Linked DNA regions of Macaca mulatta: region 2 is linked to region 1. The links are chromatin contacts, called in public Hi-C maps. All regions are on one chromosome and are shown on one strand. Each heading gives the region's core, a stretch centred on a gene start, on an enhancer-like site or on the middle of the called end of the contact. The rest is flanking DNA. Distances are from core to core; before and after follow the strand shown. Region 1 holds the start of DAAM1 (dishevelled associated activator of morphogenesis 1). Region 2 overlaps DAAM1 (dishevelled associated activator of morphogenesis 1).

Region 1 (6,049 bases), core at 3,245-5,744:
TCCGATGCTGGTTTTTCAGTTTTTCTGAGCTCTCAATTAAACACAGTGAAATGAATCTCTTCCAAGTGCCTTTTTAGTGACTAAATTGAATAGTTGGCTCAGAATGCTACAAAGTCCTCTCCCTCAGGAAGAACCAAGTTTTACCGTTAAGATCCTGACAGATTTACCAGCTTTACCTGACACCTCTTGGGGTGGCCTCCAGGTTCACACCTTCTCCTTTTTAGGAAGACCCCCAGACACACAGGGATAGGTCCTGAGTGATCATATTTGAGCCACACAATCTTGTTATGCTTGCTGTAGATCCGTGGTTCAAAAAGTTTCAAGTGTGTCTGAATCAGTTGGCGGACTTGTGAAGACACAGGTGGTGGGGACCCATCCCTAAAGCTTCATTTCCAGTAGGTGTGTAGGTGTGGCCCAACTATCTGCATATCTAACAAGTTCTCAGGTGATACTGATGTTGCTGGTCTGGGGATTGTACTTTAAGAACCACAGCTGTAGATAATGAAGTCAGGGACTGTTGCCTGACATAGGACAATAAGCTTCTCTCAGGAATTTGAAATTTGGAACACAGAGCTCGGAGTCCGAGTGTTGTAGACCAGTGCTCTGGAGAGAAGGGCTGAAAACTACCACTGCTTAGGTTCCTAGTTTGTTGGGTTCCTGTTTGTCTTGAGCCTTGATTGTTTAATCCTTCCAATAAATCCCATTACATTCTTTGTTTTGCATAAACTGGCCATAGAAAGTTTTTGTTGTCTGCCCCTAAAGAACTTTAAAGCGTGAGTATGTCAGTTAAAATGTTCCACCAAAAAAACAGAAAGGATCCTAAGAAGTATTTAAAACAGAGATAATGTGGTCCAGAGAATTGGCCATACTGTGATAGAAGATCTGCGAAGCCAAACACCCAACGCAGAGATTAGCAAGAGCAGGAAGCTATCTCTATTGCTAGGCAGGAGGGACAAAGGGAGAAGGTGGTGTTACTAGGCCAGGGTGACCTGAAAGAAGCTGGAACCACAACAGACCAGTCCAACAAGGAAAATGCTGCCAGAAACATCACCCAATGCACTTCTGAGGAAGTGAAGAAATTTCCTAGCTTCTCCCTTCCTCCTGCCTCCAATCCCCCCAGCAGTGCCTCTCCATGCTGGGAAGCTTGGGAAAAGCTCCCTATGTTACTGAGGACAGCAGGGGGATCCTGAAGAACAACATACAGATCTGAGAACAAGTCAAGGACTGGCACTGTTCAACCCTGAATTTCTCATTTTAGTCTACAAAGTACATTTTGCCTACTTACCAATTAGAGTGAGATAATATGTGCATGCTATATTCTTTCCAATAGTCTCTGTTAATAAGAATTTTTAATTTAAATGGGTTTTTATTACCTTGTCCCATAATTAGGCATGACATTTCTGAGATAATCTTTTGGGAAGAATTGCAAATGATATCAAGAACTAACATTTGTATAGTGCTTTTCATTTTGAAAAATATTTTTACATGCCTCATTTAATTTAATCCTCAAAAACCTCATGAAATATATATTATTGTTAATCTTATTTTATAAATAAGGAAACAGGCTCAGACAGAATAAATAACACAAATATGCAAAGTAACATGGATCACAAATAATGGAATGGCACAATCCCAAACCTGGACTTAGCACACAACCTTGATTGTTGCAAAACACCAAGCTATTGCATGAAAGTACACGCAAGGCTACAAACTTTCAATTCTTTCTCTCTGTTGATACCTCATTTCCTCCCTTATCTAAAATTCAATATCTAGAGTAAAACCTTGTAACCAGCACTGACAGAGGTGATTTTAAAAGATCATCGCTTCCTGGCGCCTTCTCCTCATCCCCTACCTGTATAGACTGTCAATTAAATCTATTCTTAGTGGTCTCACAGGTTCCTAATTAATAGGCCACGATTATGGGATGAGGCAGGGCTTTTCATAAGGTCTTCAGAACAGCAGCAGTTATGTAAAATGAAAAGATAGAAAGTAAAGAAACCCATTTTGACTGATAATATCAATTAGCTAGACAGAGTGCGTGTCTTTGATGATTTATGAGACTACTTGGCCGCCTAGAAAAAATTAAATGCAAACATATACAATGATTGTGTATGAAAGTGAGTGAGAGTGTGTGTGTGAGTTCCCTTCTGTCTCCATAGAAGTGGTTAAGCTTCCTCTGCTACTAGTTCTACAGACTGTATTTCTCATGTTAAAGAGCTGTCTTTGTTTCCCTTGGTTGCCAATGAAACTGTGCAGGGATCAGTTCAAATCTATCACCACTTGCAGAGAATTTTTCCAAACACAATGCCCTCTTTCTATATCTATTATCTATATTTATAGCTATTTGATAGGAAGAGCAGTTCACATGTGCACTTCTCCACATTTATGTGCTTACAGTCTATTGTGTATGCTGTCCTTTATACGCAGATGACTATGTCACATGGCACATCCCTATAATATTGTTAAAGAAAATGGAATTTTTGTTTTCAGACAGACTGCATCTTCTCTTTCATTACTGAAGAGCTAAGAGAACTTGTTGTAAGGTGATTTCTCCATTAAAATTACTCCTCAGAGTGTGCCTCAATAACATACTTTTATCTACAAGGATAAGCCCCATCTTAACAGAAAGGCTCCACATTCAATTTATTGACTCAATAAATTTCAGGCTCACTGATTATGTTTCAATCTAAAAGCTTTACACAGTTATAAAACTGGAAGAGCCTTTAGAATCATCCCAGGTCAATTTTCTCTCTGAATATTTTTCCACTATGAACTGCATTACATTAAGTCTACCCATTAGTTAGAATATCAGTGATTATACACCTGATCTGATGGCCAGGGGAATATTTATATTGTCAGGGTTCATTTTAGATAATACTTGAAATGGACGAAATAGCTGAGGACAGAAGAGCAACATTCAAAGCTATCTTCTTTCAGGGGAGGAAAGTGGGTCTTGTCTATAAAGAACAGGCTTGTTAAAAGAAAATCAGAATTCATCGCTAAACATCTCTGAGCAAAACAAAGCATTTCCTCTCCCCTGAGATCCTCAACTAGTTTCATAAATATTTTTTCACTTGAACCCAACTCAGTGTTGCAGAATGAAAGGAGAAAATGAGTAAGAAGAATTTCACCAACACTTCAGTAGGGAGTTGTCTGAAATCTTAATTGTGAACCTTTTTTTCACAAGATGCGCAGTCTTCTACAGATATTGCTAGTGGAACGGGTATGTGAGCTGATCCTTATATGGAATTGAGAAACATCAAATGCCATTAAAATTTACATTTACAACTCGCGTAACTAAATGCATTGATTCTTTTCATATTAAAAGACACTTCGTATTCACTGAATAATGAAAAATGCCACGGAAAAAATTATGTATTTACAACCTGCCTAAAGTCAGAATTCTGCTACACACCTTTTGCTTACCTTTAAACAAACATTTAGTTGTGTTAAGAGCAGGGCAATTCTTGAACGGCACGATGTTGTTTGGTTTAATGTCTTTATAAAAATATTTGAAAAGAAAGATATGGAAAATGAAGGGAGAGTGTTGTGGATTTAAAAACATGTGTATACACAGATACACAATTTATTCAAACTTTAGACAAGACGTTTTCTTCCTGGGAGTGGAGAGTCACCAGGGCGGGAAGTCCGCTGCAGGGATGAACAAAAGCATGGCTGCGCGATAGTATTATCTTTGCAGCAGCAGCAGCAGCAGCAGCGCCCTGACGGAGGGTTGCGGTGACTGTCTAGTCTATCACACCGCATTTCTGGTAGTGACAACCTCCGTTATTCTGTCAGCTCAGCCTACTAAGTGGTTCCCTGCGTTCTGACTGGTCACCTTGTCTCCGTTAAACGGGGAGGAGAAAAGATAAAGGTGAATTGAGCCAAGTGGGATACAAGGAGATTCCTCCGCTTTGGGACCGGCGTCGCCCCATCCTCTGGGAAGTGTTGAGCGGGGAGAATTCAAGGACCGTACTTAACCCAGAAAACACTAAGTCCTCTGAATTAGCTGCTACGCCTGGGGAAGGCAGAAAAGTCTTAATCGTCCCTTCCCAGCAGGGACCAAGAAAGACCAGTTAGAGCGAGCCTGGCCGGATCACGCGAGCCCCGGACCCCTCCGATCCTTCAGAGCCCGCGCCGGGCAGACTAGAGGTCAAATCAACAGGCTCGACCGCAGGGCAGCCCTCCCACTCTCCCGTGCGGTCCGCAGCTCGGATTCGGAACGACCACCGCTAACACTGCAAGGCTGTAAGGCTGGGAGGGGGCGGGTCCTGAAGGGGGAGGGAAAAGGGGCGGGGCAGAAGAGCCGAGGAGTATGTCGGGAGGTGTAGCTCCACGAGTCCCAACAGCAAAGCTGTCCCAGCCCCGCTAATAGATTGGGACTACTACTCCCAGGAGTCTGCGCGCCCTACCGGAGCGTCCATGCGCAGTGGGAGCCACTTTGTAGCCTATCAGGCGAGGAGAGGGTGATGTCACCTGTGAGTTAGTAACCTACGAGCGGCTGTGAAGGAAACTGTTTAACCGGATCCCATTGTACCCAGAGTGCAGAGCCGCCTTTCCAGCATGCAGGGGCTGCTCAGGTAAGGGGGACGCGCCTCCTTGCCCGCCGCACTCATTCATTAAGTGGCACCACTCAGTGGTGCGGGGGTGGGCGTGCTTCCGTGGGCCGGGCACGGAGTTCGCGGCGCGCTCTCCCGCTGCCTTCCCGGAGCTCCCGGGCCAGTAGGTAAATATTAAACCCGTCCTTCAGGTTGGGTCTGGGTGGGAACGGGACCGAGACAGCTCTCGGCTGCCTAGCTGGGGGTGGGAAAATGGCTGCAGCGCAACGCAAACCGAGGCAGCAGGGAGGAAGACGCCCGCAAGGACGGGGGTCCCTCCCTTCTTTCTTTCTAAGGCGCCCGGCTGGCCGGGGAGCCGGCGTGGTAACACTCGCTGCCTTGCTGCAGGCTCCCCGGGGCTGGGGCCGCGGGTACTGCAGCGGCGTCCGGGAGCTCCCGGCCCGGCGGCTCCGAGAGGGAGAACCCCGAGGCAGGCTTGGTGGACACGGCGGTGGCGACAGGGAAGGAGGGACTTGTGTACTCGTTCGCGTCCGAGCAGAGCCCCCAGTACCCCTGGCACCCTCACTTCCAGTCCCATTCGAAAGGGACGGAGCGCCTGTAATTCAGACTAAGTTGGACCTAAATGTTTCAAAACAGAGAGAAGGGCGATCGGGCTTTGCGGAGGGAGAGCGGGGTGTTGGCGGCCGGGGAAGCTGCGCCGCCTGCGAACCCGGTTGTGAGGCACCGCAGAGGACTCCTGCCGCCCGTCCCTCTCGAGAGGGCACATCTCAGTCTCCACGGTGCCTTGGCATAGAGCACCTGGGCTGGGGCGAAGCGCCTGCCCTGAAGCCCTGGGCCAGGAGGTGGTGGCGCGGGGGTGGGGGTGTCGGATAATCTAATGATTAGGCTCGCTGTGGAGCAGAAGGGCTGGATAATCGGGTTTACCCAGCTGGTGCTGAAAGCCAACTGCTTGTGATCGGCTTGCCCTCTGACTGGAGATGTGCACGAGGCCCAGAGCTCTCAGTCCTCTGGATGTTCTTTCCCTTTCCCTAGTACCTTCATTTGTTCGTTTACTCATTCATCAAACCCTGCTAAGGTCTCAAGTTGTTCACGGCCTGGCTTTGCGGAGCTACTTCTCTCCCCATAATATATTTAGTGATGCCTGAACTCCATTTCCCTCTCCTTCATCTCCACTTTCTGGAGGGCATCAAGAGCAAATGCCACCCGTGACCGTTTTTGCTCTCGTAGAGCTGGTAGTTTCTTGAGATTCGAGCAGGACCTAGTGAATTGAAGCGGAGTTGCCTGCAAGATGAATCCCGTTGCCATGGCGACTCCTGCCTTCGGAATCTTAGCTGCTGCCACTGCTGTTTCGATTCGATGTGGCTCTGCGGGCAGCTGGGAGGGAGTGGCTAGTGGGTGTGGTCAAACGCTTGCCCTGGCCCAGCTGCTCTCTCTTCCTCGCCCCTTTCACAGCCTCGGACTCTCTCCTTTCTCTCCTAAATAGCTTGCAC
Region 2 (6,198 bases), core at 105-2,604, 140 kb after region 1:
ACTGTGTGAGCCCCGGTCACATCTGTGTAGTGCCTCTTGCTCTTCAAGAGGGCATCGTGATAGAGCCTCTTAAAGTTAGACCAGAAGAGAACGCAGCAGGGTGGCCAGGCCTGGAGAGTTTCAGAAGAAAAAAGAAAAGGTAGAGTAGGATCCCAAATCATCAAAGTCTTGAGAAGAGAAAACTTGAGTCCAGTAGTGTGAGAAGAAAGATTCTTAAGTATGACTGAAGAAGAGGAATGATGGGGAGAGCAGAGTTCATCCTAAACAGGAACACATGAATGCTGGGCCTCTTACGGGGCTTTCCTTGGGCTTTACTGAGAGGCCCTTAACTCCCAGATGAATCATGGGTGGAGCATCCTTAAACAAGCAGCAGACTTCCTAGTTGGTTTCCTTGGCTTAGTCCCCAAGAAAGAGTGTATCAGAAAAGAAGTACTGAGCACCAAAAGAGTAGATGGACTCAGACTAGGGGGAGAAACAAAAACTAAGGGTTTTTTCTTTCATTTTGTTTTGTTTTTCAAAATGGCCTTTGATACATTTGAAATGGGCGGGGGCAGGGGGAGGAAGCCAATATTTAAGTGAATATTTTCCCTTAAGAAAGGGAAAGCTTTTCTGCAATGCGTTTTATGCTAGTTTAATAAAATACAAAAATAGAGGCTGTTGCCTGCCATAGTGACATGAACCCTTAAAACAGGAGCCCTCAGCTGCCCACCCCTACTGTAAGTAGAAAGGCAAACTTGGGCAATGTTATACACACCAAATAAGGGAAAATGAAAAAAACACAATGAAGATAAGGCATTGGCCGATAGAAAGCAAAACAATTTATCTTTCAAAGGACAAAAGTTGTCTTTAGAGTCCTCGTGTGGCAGGGACTGTGACCAGACTCATTCCTGATTGGCTGCAACATGCCGCCTCTTTCTCTGTCTGCTGTCCTGAGAAGGTGTCTCCTTGGCCTTGACATGGAATCTTGAGCCATTGTAGCAAATTTCCTGATAATTCAAATAATCTTCTAACGTAGCTACATGTCCCATTGCTTTCCCACTTCAGTTTTGATCGCTGATACAGTTCCGTGCTGGTTGCCTAATATGAAGATTTAAGAACGTTCAGAAGTAAATTAAAGGAAGGAAAAGCAACAGTTGTTCCAAATGATGCTATTCAAGTCTGAGCATGTGGGTTGCATTTATTATAAAGGCAGGTGGTTGAAAGACCTAAGTTTACAAGACTCATAATTAACTGGCTTTCAGCAGAAGGTGCAGAAGGATACTGCCAAAATGCTCTGGGACAAATATGTGGACAGTTCTCAAGAGCTCTGGGAGACAAGATTGCAGAAAGCCTAGCAATTGGGTAATTGTCTCCTAGCAACCAACACTGTTTAAGTAATCAGTAGGCATTCCAGTCAGGAGAGTCCAGAACATTTCAGTTATACTTAACACTAAGTAGACCAGTAAGTAGAATCAGTTGTGACCATATTTTCAATAGCACTTCCTGGAGAAAAATTTCAGTATACCTGATCAGCTTGAGTAATTCAAGTAGGTTTTCCCTTTTGGTGCAAGAATTTGAAATGGGAATTTTTAAACTATAAATATATTTTCTAAATAAGGATAATTTGAGCCATTTTATTGAATTTACTGAATTCTGATAGACAATCCAAAGATGTGGACACTGTAGTTGGAATATATAGGACACAGTAAAGGAAATGGGGCACCTGTCATTGAATGTCCCCTTATCTCATGACCAATGGGAATACTCAAGACCTATGCATTTTCATCTCAGTCTTGGTAGTGCATTGTATAATTCACTTGAACTGCTCTCTTTTCTACTCCCAAATGAATACTGTAGATCTGTTTTTTTCCATGATGTCTCCTCTTTCCTCCCTCCAGAGTCATGATACCCTGTTCAAACTCTCTGGACTTCAGCCAGTTTTTGGCTAGATACAATTCCCAGAGAGGCAAAGGAACATTACAAAGGTAATGGCATGAGTACCATTACCTGTATGCATGCAACAGGAACCCTGCACAGAGTAAGATTTTGGAAAAATCTCAGTAATATCGGATTAGTATAATTTAGATGAATACTGAGAAATGACACTTATGGGATATACACAGACACACATGTATATGCACACACATATACATATACGCTTACACATATCTGCATAAAATATATCCATTTGATTTGAGGAATCATTAAAATCAGAACTTATATTGTCTGCTTTGTATACAAAGTAATTCAAAGAATGAAAGTGTGTTAAATTTTTGCACAGGCCCACAGTGTAACTTATAGTATAAAAGCAGAGATGAGAAAAAGCTATAAATAACTATAATATGGACTACAAGATGATAATATTCAGCATCCACTACATTCCTGATACCAAGTATGATATACACAGTTCCCAATCTCATCAACCTTAAGATTTAGTTCTCAAGGAGTTCTTATACTTATTTTCTTCCTTAATGCTCAACCCCAACTCTATGAGTAGATATTCATATTTTATAGATAATAAAAATATGGCTTGGTGTGTATTTAGTGACTCCAAAGGGACATAATTCTCAGTTTCACTTTGTTCTTCCCCATGGTTTTTATTCGTTATAAATATCAGACTTTGTATAGGATTTTCTTTAACTCCAGCTTTAAGAACAAGACTATTCCTATTCAGAATTTTTTTTCAGTGCAAATATCAGAGGTGTGCAGAGCTGATGATGTAAACTTATGTGCCACATAAAATGGGATCTAATAGCAGGCAGTTATTTCTCCACTCACATTCCAAAAGTTCATTTGAAAATCAATGTCTTGAATCTCAGGTCCTCTTTTCCTCATTGAAACTACATTATACATGATTTCCAGGTCAGCCACAAATGACTGATTTAAATGGTAGCACATTGCATAGCAGTACTTTTCAGATACAATTAAACAATATTCATCTCCATTTTGTGAGAAATCTTCATCCCTAGATGCTATAAATTCATTTCTCTCTATCCATACAATTGAATAGAGGGGAAATGAGCTAAAGGCACTACATTTACCTAAAGGGAGTCATATCTCTGTAGCAACAAATTAACAGCTCACTATCTCTTCCTTCCCCCTGGTCTTTGCTTGAGGACAGCCCTTCCTTAAGGATCCTATTGTCATCACATTGTAAAACTTTTCAAAGCCTCTGCTCTGGGTTAGGAACAAAGAATAACTGTGGTCCCAGGCTCCAGAATCCAACCTCTCCTGCTTATATGTAATACACAAGACATTTTGGGGGCTCCAGTTAGAGCGTTCAATGATATCTTCTGATTTTTTATAAATTATCATTTTCCTTTTTTATTCCCTTTACAATTTTTATTCTATAGATATAATTTTCACATTGAAAAAGTTTATGATTTAAGATATTTATTTCAATAGGCTTGATCCTTAGCCATGGCACATGAAAACAGAAGAGAGAATTATAAATAGTGGTGTTTTTTTTTTTTTACTTTTCTTTTTTCTTGAGACCAAATGTAAGTTCTATAACTGGGCTTCATGGTAAGAGTTAATCAGATGCAGGGTTTTATATAAATATAGTGTATGAATTTTTCTGGATAGAGATTCCTAATTTTTACCAGATTTACAAAATTCTCAAAAAGATTTAAAACCATTCACATAAGAATTATGATTATCTGTAAAGTGTTGAGTCATTATCCCATTGTGGAATTCAATCTATAGCACTATCAGCACTGCTTCCTGAAAATGCAAGTCCCAACTTCCTATTTATACTCCAAGCCCTAAGCTTTATGCCAGAAATTGCCTGGAAAAACCAGACATCCTGTTAGGTGAAGCCAAATATAAGTGATTCTACCACATTTGACCCAAGCCAATTAGAAGTGTCTTTTGTTATTTCCCTCTGATTTTTCAGTGAATAAGCTTTCAAAAAGAATGTTAACTTACTTGAAACAGGCCTGGAAGCATCATTATTTCTAACATGCCCCTTTCAATGAAACTCATAAGCTTTATGATTTTATTTCTAATGTGCCAAGTAGAGGACTTCTAAAGAAGTGGAATCTTTAGGGTAATAATTGAAGAAACTCTGGCTTGGTATTCTTCATCCTCACCTCTAGAAAGAAAATATATTACATAGTTAGTAACTATTATACTTATTGCTGATGGTGGTCACAAATGGGAGATCTTGACCAGCTGTTTTTTCAGCTCAACTGAAAGCAGAGCGAAAGGGGAATAAGTAGACTTGATCATCAGCTTGAAAGATGAAATAATTGTATTATTGTAGCTTTCAAGTACTGAGCTCATACGTACGTGTCAGGTACCTATGTGTCAGGTACTCTACACAACGCATTACATGATTATCCTGTTTAATCTTCACACCAATCAGTTGTTAATTAACCACATTTTACAGACAGACAGACTGAGCCCCAAGCCACACACCCGGTAAATAACAGTTGCCTGATTCCACAGGCCTCTATACTAGAGGTCAGAAGTCTTAATTTCCTGACACTGGGAACTTATAAAATAGGATGAGTTGCCAGTGAACTTCAAAAAAGTTTCTTCTTTGAGGGTCAGACAGTAAGAGCAGAATCTAAGTTCAACTAGCAACTCTCTCTTTAAGAGAAAAAAAATAGGTTAAGATGACTTCATGGAGTTCACTTCACCATAGTCTTTTTTGCCCTTGAAAGGAAACTGCTTTTACAGGAAGAGTCCTAAGGAGCTTCAGAGTAGACAACTTGGCAGTTATAACAGAGACAAAAGAGAACTGGGATATCAGAGGAGTATCCATTGTTTTTCAAATACCATTCTAGAAAAGCAGTCCCCCCTTGTATGGCTAGAGCGAGGGGAGGACACATTCTGTTTCCCACTAGAGGAATTATGTGAAACAGCTCATCTGTGTAAAATTGGCCTTGGCAGTGCTGCTGAGACCAATGAGACCTTAAGGAATCTGCTGAGCAAATGCTGGTTGTGCAAGCTGTTGGCCCGAAAACTGGGGCATGTTTTGCACACCAAAGCCTTATTCATTTCAGCATTGCAAAAATATGCGACGTATGCTGTAACTTTCTCACAGCATGTCAGTTACATCTTCCTCATCCCCTTTTTCACTCCAAGTCTTTTCTAAAAACTATTTCCAGAAGAGACTGTTGACCTTGTATACTTGAACAGCCCTGGGCAGTTAGGACAGGGCCACCAATGGCTGCAGAACACATGTATCACTGATTTTCTCTTAATTGCATGTTCTTTTTCCTCATACCTACATGTAGCACCTACAGGCATTATTTGCACTTTATAGGGGTGCTGAGGGTTAATATTACTGACTTGAGTTGTTCAACCTGTCTTTTCTCAATCCATCCTTATAACATAAGATGACAGGAGATTATTTCCATCAGAAAAAGTTTATTTATTTATTTATATATTTTTGGTTTTCCTATTAACAGTAGGAATAGTTTCCTCAAGTTGATGGGATTGATTGACATTCTCCTGCTTCAAGTAAAATCGTCATGTTGAATAAATGGAGCCAGTGGTCATTTCAAAGAGGATTTGTTCCTTTCCCAGCTTGGGTCTTTCTTAGGTGTTTTAAGCCCTGTCTTTTCTACATTTGATTTTCCACCATTGAAAATTGGGTACAGCAAATGTCATCGTCTTTCTCTACCCTGAATGCTTAGTATTGTGCTCTTCATGGTATTCAGCCAAACTTTCTCATCTTCATCAACTTTCATTGATGATCCCAGGAGCATAAATCATCTCTTACCCTACATCACTTGTTTCCTTGACTGCTTTGACTTTCCCCCATTTGTTGCTGTGACTTCTGAACTGCATATATCTGATTTGCCTTTTCCATGCCTCTGCCATGGCTGTAGGATTTCTTTGTGAACAGTAACTCCAAGCAGGTAAGTGAGCTACTACCTAAAGCTTGCTTAATATAACTCCTTGGCTCACTGTAAGCTTGAAATCTCTTCGTTATCCAGGGTTTTGTTTTTGCTTTTGTTTTTTACATAGTGTAATCTCATGCCTAGGTAACTCCACTTTGGGTTTCAACTCTTAAATGAATATCTAGAGATTCGCCTGAAATTTTAGCATGAGACAGTTGACATTCAATCACATTGTGCCTCCTATGATAAATTCCATGGTGCCTTTGTTTTCTGAACTGGTACACAGTTCTAGAGCTCTTTGGTTTCCTTATTTTTTTAATGCTACTGTTACTGTTATAATAATTTATATAATTGTTTGGTTTTTTCC

The links. A called contact is a pair of places that touch in the nucleus more often than the background predicts.
Region 2: a contact with region 1 is called in a Hi-C map of cortical neurons, with 2.9 times the contacts expected there. The contact joins the enhancer-like site here to the promoter of DAAM1 in region 1. A contact is called at or near these places in 2 of 14 Hi-C or Micro-C datasets (cortical neurons and fetal cortical plate).

What each region holds. Positions count from the first base shown.
Region 1 is chr7:132,306,420-132,312,468 of T2T-MMU8v2.0, forward strand. DAAM1 (dishevelled associated activator of morphogenesis 1) reads left to right here and starts at 4,495. Exons shown (of 26, transcript NM_001257504.1): 1 at 4,495-4,580.
Region 2 is chr7:132,452,272-132,458,469 of T2T-MMU8v2.0, forward strand. DAAM1 (dishevelled associated activator of morphogenesis 1) reads left to right here. Exons shown (of 26, transcript NM_001257504.1): 16 at 5,820-5,849. Among named protein-coding and RNA genes, the nearest start is that of DAAM1, 140 kb to the left of the region's middle. Within about 2 kb of position 1,355, at least 6 of the 40 cell types and tissues checked have an H3K27ac peak or open chromatin away from gene starts, as enhancers often do. A contact at or near this core is called in cortical neurons, where this site is marked.